Regions from separate parts of the Capra hircus genome. Here region 1 is linked to region 2. A link is a contact called in public Hi-C data. All regions are on one chromosome and are shown on one strand. The core of a region is the stretch at or near the end of the contact, and the rest is flanking DNA. Distances in the headings are between cores, read along the strand shown.

The links. Hi-C and Micro-C count contacts between places; a contact is called where the count stands out from the background.
Region 1: a contact with region 2 is called in a Hi-C map of blood, with 5 times the contacts expected there. The contact joins the enhancer-like site here to the promoter of CEBPB in region 2. A contact is called at or near these places in 2 of 5 Hi-C or Micro-C datasets (both in blood).

Annotation. Positions count from the first base shown.
Region 1 is chr13:78,006,931-78,011,175 of ARS1.2, forward strand. No RefSeq gene overlaps it. Among named protein-coding and RNA genes, the nearest start is that of PTPN1, 43 kb to the right of the region's middle. Within about 2 kb of position 1,586, at least 3 of the 5 cell types and tissues checked have an H3K27ac peak or open chromatin away from gene starts, as enhancers often do.
Region 2 is chr13:77,738,559-77,743,112 of ARS1.2, forward strand. CEBPB (CCAAT/enhancer-binding protein beta) reads left to right here and starts at 1,746. Exons shown (of 1, transcript XM_018058020.1): 1 at 1,746-3,668. The coding sequence starts at 1,950. The coding sequence ends at 3,005.

The DNA.
Region 1 (4,245 bases), core at 336-2,835, 270 kb after region 2:
TTTGGCCAGAGTCCAGCACATGAGGCCGGGGTCTAGGACAATAATGATGGCTGGAAAAATGAATTAACTTATGGAGGATGAATAGATGGATGGATGGATGGATGGGTGAGTAAGCGGGTGAAATGAATAAATAAAGGATGGATGATGGGTGCATGGATATCGATGGATGAGTGGGTGGGTAGAATGCATGCAGGGAATGAATGTATGGCTGAATAGGTAAAAGAATTAATTGAATGATCATGAGAGGCCAAGGGCGCTGAGAGGATGCCTGTTTATTCCTGGACCTTGAATGCACCTTTAAGGAAGCCTGCAGACCGGCCGCTCTCAAGCCAAATCAGCCTTCAGACATGTTTTGTTTTGGCCATCCCAGGGTTTTTCATTTTTTAATTAATTGTCGTTATTTTAAAATTCTGGAAAAGGGAAAGGCTACCCACTCCAGTATTCTGGCCTGGAGAACTCCATGGACTATAGTCCAGGGGGTTGCAAAGCGTCGGCAACGACTGAGCAACTTTCAATTTCACTATTTTAAAATTAGGAAATTTCACATTAGAAATCTGGATCACTGGCTTCCCTGGAAGCTCAGCTGGTAAAGAATCTGCCTGCAATGCAGGGGACCCCTGTTCAGTTCCTGGGACGGAAGATCCCCTGGAGAAGGGACAGGCTACCTACTCCAGTATGCTTGGGCTTCCCTGGTGGCTCAGATGGCGAAGAATCTGCCTGCAAATACAGGAGACCTGGGTTCAGTTCCTGAGTTGGGAAGATCCCTTGGAGGAGGGCATGGCAACACACTCCAGTATTCTTGCCTGGAGATTCCCATGGACAGAGGAGCCTGGAGGGCTACAGTCCATGGGGTCGCCAAGAGTCGGACACACCTGAGCAAGGATACGATCCTTGCAAAACTGGGCCAGCTCACGTGCCAGGAAGCAATGGGCCAGGACTGACAGGGCCAAGCCACCTGGGACCACAGTCTCCATCGCTCCCCAGCGCATCTCTGATGTTGAGGCTGGGTGTCGGCTGCCATTTACTACGGCACTTCAGGCTGGTGATCTTCTCATAGTATAATTGCAATGAAAATGAAACATCTCGTGTACCCGGGTGTCCATCAAAAGTGGGGAAATGAAAACACGTAGAAAGAAAACTGGGAGAGATGGTATTTGTTTGTGAATGTTCCTATGGATCTGATGCGCACACAATGCATGCTTTCCTGAGGGTCGGTAGACCACGGCGCCTGAGGGCACAGGTGCGGAGCTTGAGGACCGGCCTGGCCCGGCCCGGCCCAGGGCTGCTGGCTGCTGGCTGCTGGCTGCTGGCTGCGCGGCCTTAGGCAAGCCGCCGAACCTCTCTGGGCTTCAGTTTCCTCGTCTCTAAGGCAGAGATGGAGTCAGTTCCCACCTCCGGGTATTAATGAGTTCCCACATGAGAAACTCTCTGTGTGTGAGCCAGGACTAACTTTGGTTGTTTTGTGTGACCTGTACAACAGGGGTTCTAGACCCAGGGCCATTTGGCAATGCCTAACGCCTTAGGCTGCCACAGCGCGTCCCTTCCAGGCTGCGGCCAGTTAGACAAGGGGTGTGTCCCTAGCGCCTCCCAGTGGCTTGATACCAAAACTGCATGAAGCTCTCCAGCCCGGAGTGGTGGTGGGGAATAGAGATTGACCCCAGGGCCATCTTCATCCAGACTCAGAGGGAATGTGGAGATTTAAGGTCATGAAAGATGGTAGCAAAGGCTTAGGAGACAAAATGACATGGTTTTGGATCCCAGCTCTCCCACAGAGCAGCAGGGAGGCCTTGAACAAATCTATGACCCCTCTGGACCTCAGTTTCCTCAGCTGTAAAATGGGGATGATGTTACACCAGTGTTGTGGGTAGGATTATATTAAGTAACATACATAAACAGATGGCGCCTACTGGATGCTTCATAATTCTCCTCTCTGACACGGGTGTTCACCTAGATCCAGAGCCATGGGGATGAGCTTCCAATATACCCAGAATGATTTAAAAATAATTCTCAAATAGTTTTGCTAGAGGAGTGGGATGTGATGCGGGGTGGGAGGTTCAAGAGGGAAGGGAGATATGTATACTTATGCTGATTCACATTGTCGTTGACAGAAATCAGCACAACGTTATAAAGGAATTGTCTTCCAATTAAAAATAAATTTAAAAAATAATTTCGCTTCAAAGGCACATTTAAAATACGGAACGGGATCCACAACATATTGTCAAATAACCTCAGGCCTGAAAAACATGGTGCAAAAGGGGATTTCTGGCAACATATCTGGATTTCAGAATACATACATGTGTAACATCTGTGAGAAACAAAGACCTAATTTTCTTAGTATATAAAGAGCTCTTGCAGATGAAGAGACAATTATCCGATAGAAATGTGGGCAAAGGATGTGAATGCTTTACTACCAGAAAAGAGACACAAATGGCCTTTAGATATGTTTTTTAATTCCCCAACCTAAAGGAAGACTGTGGGGATTACAACCACGGTGAACACATTTTTCCCCGATAGGCAAAGCCAAGATGGAGCGGTCGGATAATAGCTGGCGTTGGCTGGAGTGTGGGGAAACCAGGGCTCACGTCAGTCACTGCCCTGAATGTCAGTTGGTAGGCATGACCTCAGAAAGCATTTAGACAATAAGTGTTAAAATTTAAAAATGCACCTGCCCTATGACTGGGCGGTTCAGGGGCTAAGAATTCATCCCTACGGAAATAGATCCGCATACACGGAAAGACTCTTGTGAAAGGGATACTAATCACAGCATTGCTTGCTGCAGCAAAAACACTGGAATCAGCTACACCGTGTCTTCGGGCACTGGTTAGATAAATTATGATATTCAGACAATGGAATGTGTGGAGAATGCTCTCCTAGCACTGATCTGGAAAGATCTCCAAGGTACATTATTAAGTAAAAAACAAAACCAGCGCAGAGCAGGGGGTACAGTATACTTCTCTGTAGAGAAACAGCTACAGGAATCCGTGTACACATTTGCTTATCTACACTCTGGATATCTCTGCAATGATCCCCAAGAAACGATAGCCAGGATGACTTCCTGACAGAGAATCTTGGAGACTTGGAGCTGGAGAGCAGGGCTAAAGGATTGCTGCTGTTTAGCCAGGCCCCTCTGTCCATGGGATTTCCCAGGCAAGCAAACTGGAGGGGGTTACCATTTCCTCCTCCAAGGAACTTTCCCAACCCAGGGATCATTGGCAGGTGGATTCTTTATCACTGGGCCACCAGGGAAGACAGGGGTTAAGGATTAGACAGGGAATATCCACTGTAAATCTTGTGGTACCTTTTCAACTACTTTTCATGTAAATATGTTTTCTTATGAATATTTTTAAAGTTTTTCATCCTTTAAATTAGACGAGAGGGAGAAATGCCTGCGAGGATATGCTCCCAAATGTCTGCAGCACGTACCTATGGGTGACTGATGGGGATTTGCAGTGACTTTTATTATCTCATTTTTACCCAGATGGATTTTCTGATTTTTAAAAAATAATTATCAAAGGATATTTGGTATTAATAACTTCAAAAATTCTTTAAAAGTAGACTCTCCGTGTCCTTTTGGTAGCCAGGGGGAAACTAACCTGTACATTGAAAAGCAACAACAGAATATGTACACTCCCCTAAATAGTCCAATTATCTTCACTGCCAAGAACATTATGGAGCCACATTCCACGAAAAGCGAAGATTGATACAGTCATCCTACTGTGGGCGTGTGTCGCTCAGTCACGTCCAGCTGTTTGTGACCCCGTGGACTGTTGCGCGCCAGGCTCCTCTGCCCAGGGGATTCTCCAGGCAAAAATACTGGAGGGGGTTGGGTTGCCATTTCCTTCTCCAGGGGATCTTCCTGACCCAGGGATCGAACCCCGGTCTCCTGCATTGCAGGGGGATTCTGTACCATCAAAACTCCTAAGCCTCCAACTCATAGTGGGGCTTGAATCAGCTTCAGATCTGTCACTTATTAGCTGGGCCCATCAGTTCAGCTCCCTTGGCCTCACTTTTCTCGTCCACAACATGGGAACACCGCAGCGCCGCTAGCGGACTTGACTGAGATGATGCCGGTCGAGTTCCTCTCCTGGCTCAGGGTGGACACAGTGAGACCTAGTTTTTATTTCAGAAAAACAAAACAGGAAGGAATTGTGCACATTCACGAGAAGGACAGGATAGGGGCCCTTTGCCTTCTTCAGGATTAGTTTGTAAATAGCTCTGCCCAGAGTCCCCAGTACTTGGCCCATC
Region 2 (4,554 bases), core at 496-2,995:
CAGCTTGGGAGGCCTGGCTGGGTGGCCCCAGGGCCTTAGGTCCCTCCCTGGCCCAGAGGCTGCTGGGAAGGCCCAGAAAGCCAGCAGGCTGGGCCAGTGTTTCACTCTGTCCCTCCCTGCCCCCCACCCCCAAGGGCACTCAGAGATGTCATTTCTCCAGCTCTCCGGAGCGGAGGTCACCCCAGCTCAGCAGATAACGCTGAAGGTTGAGCAATGCCCGCCTGCCCGCCAGGGCCAGGGCTGGGGTCAGTGGGTCGGGGGTCAGCACCAGGCAGGCTGGGAGCTCCTGCCTGGGGTGCCGGGGTCTGGGAGTGGCAGAAGGGTAGGCCCAAGGGGCTGCCGAAATGGCCTTGGAATGGTGCAGGAGAGGGCCAGGGCGGCTGGCACCCACTCAGCAGGGAGGGCCTGGGGCCCACGTTCCCATCCTGGTGGGCAATCTCATCTCCCTCTCTGTGAACCAAGGGCCGCGAGGGCATCCTCCTGGCAGGGTGAAAAAGCAAGCTCTGGGTCCAGACCCCTCTCACCACACAGCAGGGGCCTGCTGAAAGAGGAGAACTCCTTCCTCCCTTCTGCATGGCCCCCTGGGTCCTGCCTGGACCCCCACCCACCAGCCTCAGATACAGGTGCTTTGGGAGGGGGATGACGAACAGCTCTGAGGGTGCCTGGATAAGGGCTTTTCTTTTGAGAACAGTGGGGAACATGAAGCTGTGTGATCTTGGGTGTGCTGTGGGCCTCTGGGCCTCTTTGTACCCTGGGAGGAGGCCCTTCTTTCTGATGTGTGTCCCAGAGCGGTGAGCGTTTGGGAGTCTGCGTTGGACACAGTTAATACAACTAATAAAGATACAGTAAGGACACCCTCGCAGACTTAAACTTGGAGAAGCCAAGTGACTAGCCCAAGGTCACACAGCGTGTGGTCGGGGGGCACCCCACCCCGTTCCACCCTCCGGGGAGGGGGCCCCAGGTCAGGGCGGGGTGGGGCTGGAGAAGACCCAGGTGTGGTCCGAGGGGGAGGGAGCAGGCAGGTGCGGGGGGCGGGGCCGGGGGAGGGGCGCTCGCCTCCTTGTTTGCACCTCCCCAAGCCCCCAACCCCAGGTCTTCCTATTTCAGAAGGGGAGTCACCGCAGGTGTGAGTCCCTCCTGTCCAGATCTGGGGAGGGGTGCCAGTTTAGGGGCAAGGCCGCACGCGGGGGAGGGCTGTGGAGGCGGCTCACCCCTCCAGGAGTCCGAGCTGGAGGGGGTTGGGGTCTCCAGCATCCCTGGCTGGGGGGAGAGGGGCGCGCCCCCTCCCTGGAGAGCCAGGTCCGGCGGCCGCGGCTCCCGAAGGCCAGCGCCTCCTCCAGCAGGGGGCGGGCGGCGGCCGCGTTCAGGGTGGGAGCAGACGGTCGCCCGGCCCCCTCCCCGGGCTCCCCCTCCCTTCTCGTCCGCCGGCCGGCCCAGAGGGGGCGGTCCGGGGGCGGGCTCGCGCCTCTCCGCGCTCGCCATCTCGGGGCCGCCGGGTGGGAGTGGACAGGGCGGGGGCCCGAGGCCGCCCCCCACCCCGGCCCCGCAGGCCGGGGGACCCCCGGGGGCGCGCTCCGGGTCTCCAGGCCGGCCCGCCGGCGCCCGGCCGGGGGTCCCGGGCGGCCGCGGCGTGTCCTCTGCGTGCCCGGGGAGGGAGGGGCCGCCGCCGGGCGTGACGCAGCCGTTGCTATGGCCCGCCTTTATAAATAAACGGGCTCGGGAGAAACTTTAGCGAGTCAGAGCCGCGCACGGGACCGGGAAGGGGACCCACCCGAGGGTCCGGCCGGCAGCCCCTCGCACTGATAGCGGCCACCCCGGAGCAGCGGCGGCGGCAGCAGCAGCAGCAGCGGCGGCGACACAGCAGCGACTGTTCGGAGCCGGGAGGCCGCGCCACCTGCGGGCCGGCCGGCGCGGGCAGCCCCAGGCCCCCTCCCCGGGCACCCGCGTTCATGCAACGCCTGGTGGCCTGGGACCCAGCATGTCTCCCCCTGCCGCCGCCGCCGCCCGCCTTTAAATCCATGGAAGTGGCCAACTTCTACTACGAGGCGGACTGCTTGGCTGCTGCGTACGGCGGCAAGGCGGCCCCCGCGGCGCCCCCGGCGGCCAGACCCGGGCCGCGCCCCCCCGCCGGCGAGCTGGGTAGCATCGGAGAGCACGAGCGCGCCATCGACTTCAGCCCCTACCTGGAGCCGCTGGGCGCGCCGCAGGCCCCGGCACCCACCACGGCCACGGACACCTTCGAGGCGGCTCCGCCCGCGCCCGCCCCCGCGCCCGCCTCCTCCGGGCAGCACCACGACTTCCTCTCCGACCTCTTCTCCGACGACTACGGGGGCAAGAACTGCAAGAAGGCGGCCGAGTACGGCTACGTGAGCCTGGGCCGCCTGGGGGCCGCCAAGGGCGCGCTGCACCCGGGCTGCTTCGCACCCCTGCACCCGCCACCGCCGCCGCCGCCGCCGCCGCCGCCGCCGGCGGAGCTCAAGGCGGAGCCGGGCTTCGAGCCCGCGGACTGCAAGCGGAAGGAGGAGGCCGGAGCTCCGGGCGGCGGCGCCGCGGGCATGGCGGCCGGCTTCCCGTACGCGCTGCGCGCCTACCTCGGCTACCAGGCGGTGCCGAGCGGCAGCAGCGGGAGCCTGTCCACGTCCTCGTCGTCCAGCCCGCCCGGCACGCCGAGCCCCGCCGACGCCAAGGCACCCCCGGCCGCCGCCGCCTGCTACGCGGGGGCGGCGCCGGCGCCCTCGCAGGTCAAGAGCAAGGCCAAGAAGACGGTGGACAAGCACAGCGACGAGTACAAGATCCGGCGGGAGCGCAACAACATCGCGGTGCGCAAAAGCCGCGACAAGGCCAAGATGCGCAACCTGGAGACGCAGCACAAGGTCCTGGAGCTCACGGCCGAGAACGAGCGGCTCCAGAAGAAGGTGGAGCAGCTGTCGCGCGAGCTCAGCACCCTGCGGAACTTGTTCAAGCAGCTGCCCGAGCCCCTGCTCGCCTCCTCCGGCCACTGCTAGCGCGGCCCCCGTGCGCGTCCCCCGCGGCCGGCCGGCCGGCCCCCGCGCTGCCGGGCGCGCCGCGGCCGCCGAGACTCCGGGGAGCGCCCGCGCGCCCGCCCGCGCCCCTGGCGGCGCCGGCAGAACTTTGGCACTGGGGCACTGGGCAGCGCGGGGAGCGCGTCGGTAATTTTAATATTTTATTATATATATCTATCTATATTTTTGTCCACACCAGCCGCACGTGCAGACGGGGCGCCCGCCCGTGGTGTTATTTAAAGAAGAGATGTCTATGTGTACAGATGAATGATAAACTCTTGCCTCTCATTCTGCCCACCCCCCCTCTCTGGGCGCCGGCGGGCGGGCCGGTTTCGAAGTTGATGCAATCGGTTTAAACATGGCTGAACGCGTGTGTACACGGGACTGACGCAACCCACGTGTAACTGTCAGCCGGGCCCTGAGTAATCGCTTAAAGATGTTCCTACGGGGTTGTTGCTGTTGATGTTGTTTTTTGTTTTCGTTGGTGTTTTTTTTTTTTTGGCCTTTTTTTTTTTGTATTATAAAAAAATAATCTATTTCTATGAAAAAAGAGGCATCTGTATATTTGGGAATCTTTTCCGTTTCGAGCATTAAGAACACTTTTAATAAACTTTTTTTTTTTTTGAGAATGTTTAAAAAGCCTTTTGGGGGCAGTAGTTGGCTTTGATTTTTTTTTTCTTCCCCTTTATTTTGGATTTATATTTGCCTTTCTGGTGTGTGGGGGCTTGTTGTTGTTGGGGTGTGTGTGTGTGTGTGTGTGTGTGAGAGAGAGCTGCTGTTATTTTTGGCATTTTAGGTGGTTGGGTGGGGGTGTTGCAGCTGCTTATTCTCCTCTGCTACTCCCCCCCTCAACCCCACCCCCAGGGCCTGTGCTTGGAGATGGGGGTATCAGGTCTGGCGCGGGGGAGGGGCAGAGGAGTGCTGGGTCAGGCTTTGAGGGTGACTCAGTGCGGCTGAGTGCTGGGGAGGAGTGACTAGGAGCCCTGCTTGGGGAGGGCCTGCAGGGCCTCTGGCTGGTCCTGAGTCCAGGGCTTGGGTTTGGAGGGGCTTTGCGGGTTCTGATCTCTGCACAGCGCGTGGGGACCCAGCCCATGGGGCTGTGACTCTGAAAAAGAAGGGGTACAGGTCTTGGTCCTACTGAGCCCAAATCGGAGCAGACTGTTTTGAAAAGTGAAGCAGGGCATGGTGTTTAGAAAATAGTGTGTGTGCGTATGTATATTTTTAAGAGAGTAGCCTGGGTGTGTGGGTGAGCTTGTGTTTGTGTGTTCTGGCCAGAGGGAGGGGAGAATCCAGAATCTGGGCTCGGTTGGGGAGGCGGGGGAAGGGTTCCTATACGTTCACTCCTTTCCTAGTACCACTTGTCTTGCTTGTACCTACTGTGGACACTGAGGCCCAGGCTCACCTGCTCAAGGACGCTGAGCCCAGGTGTGAACCCGGGTCTGCCATCCCTGATTCCCTGTGACAGAAGTGGCCCTGGGCAAGGCTGCGTGTTCCCCGTCCCCTGCTACACTCCTGCCTGCCCCTTTGCATG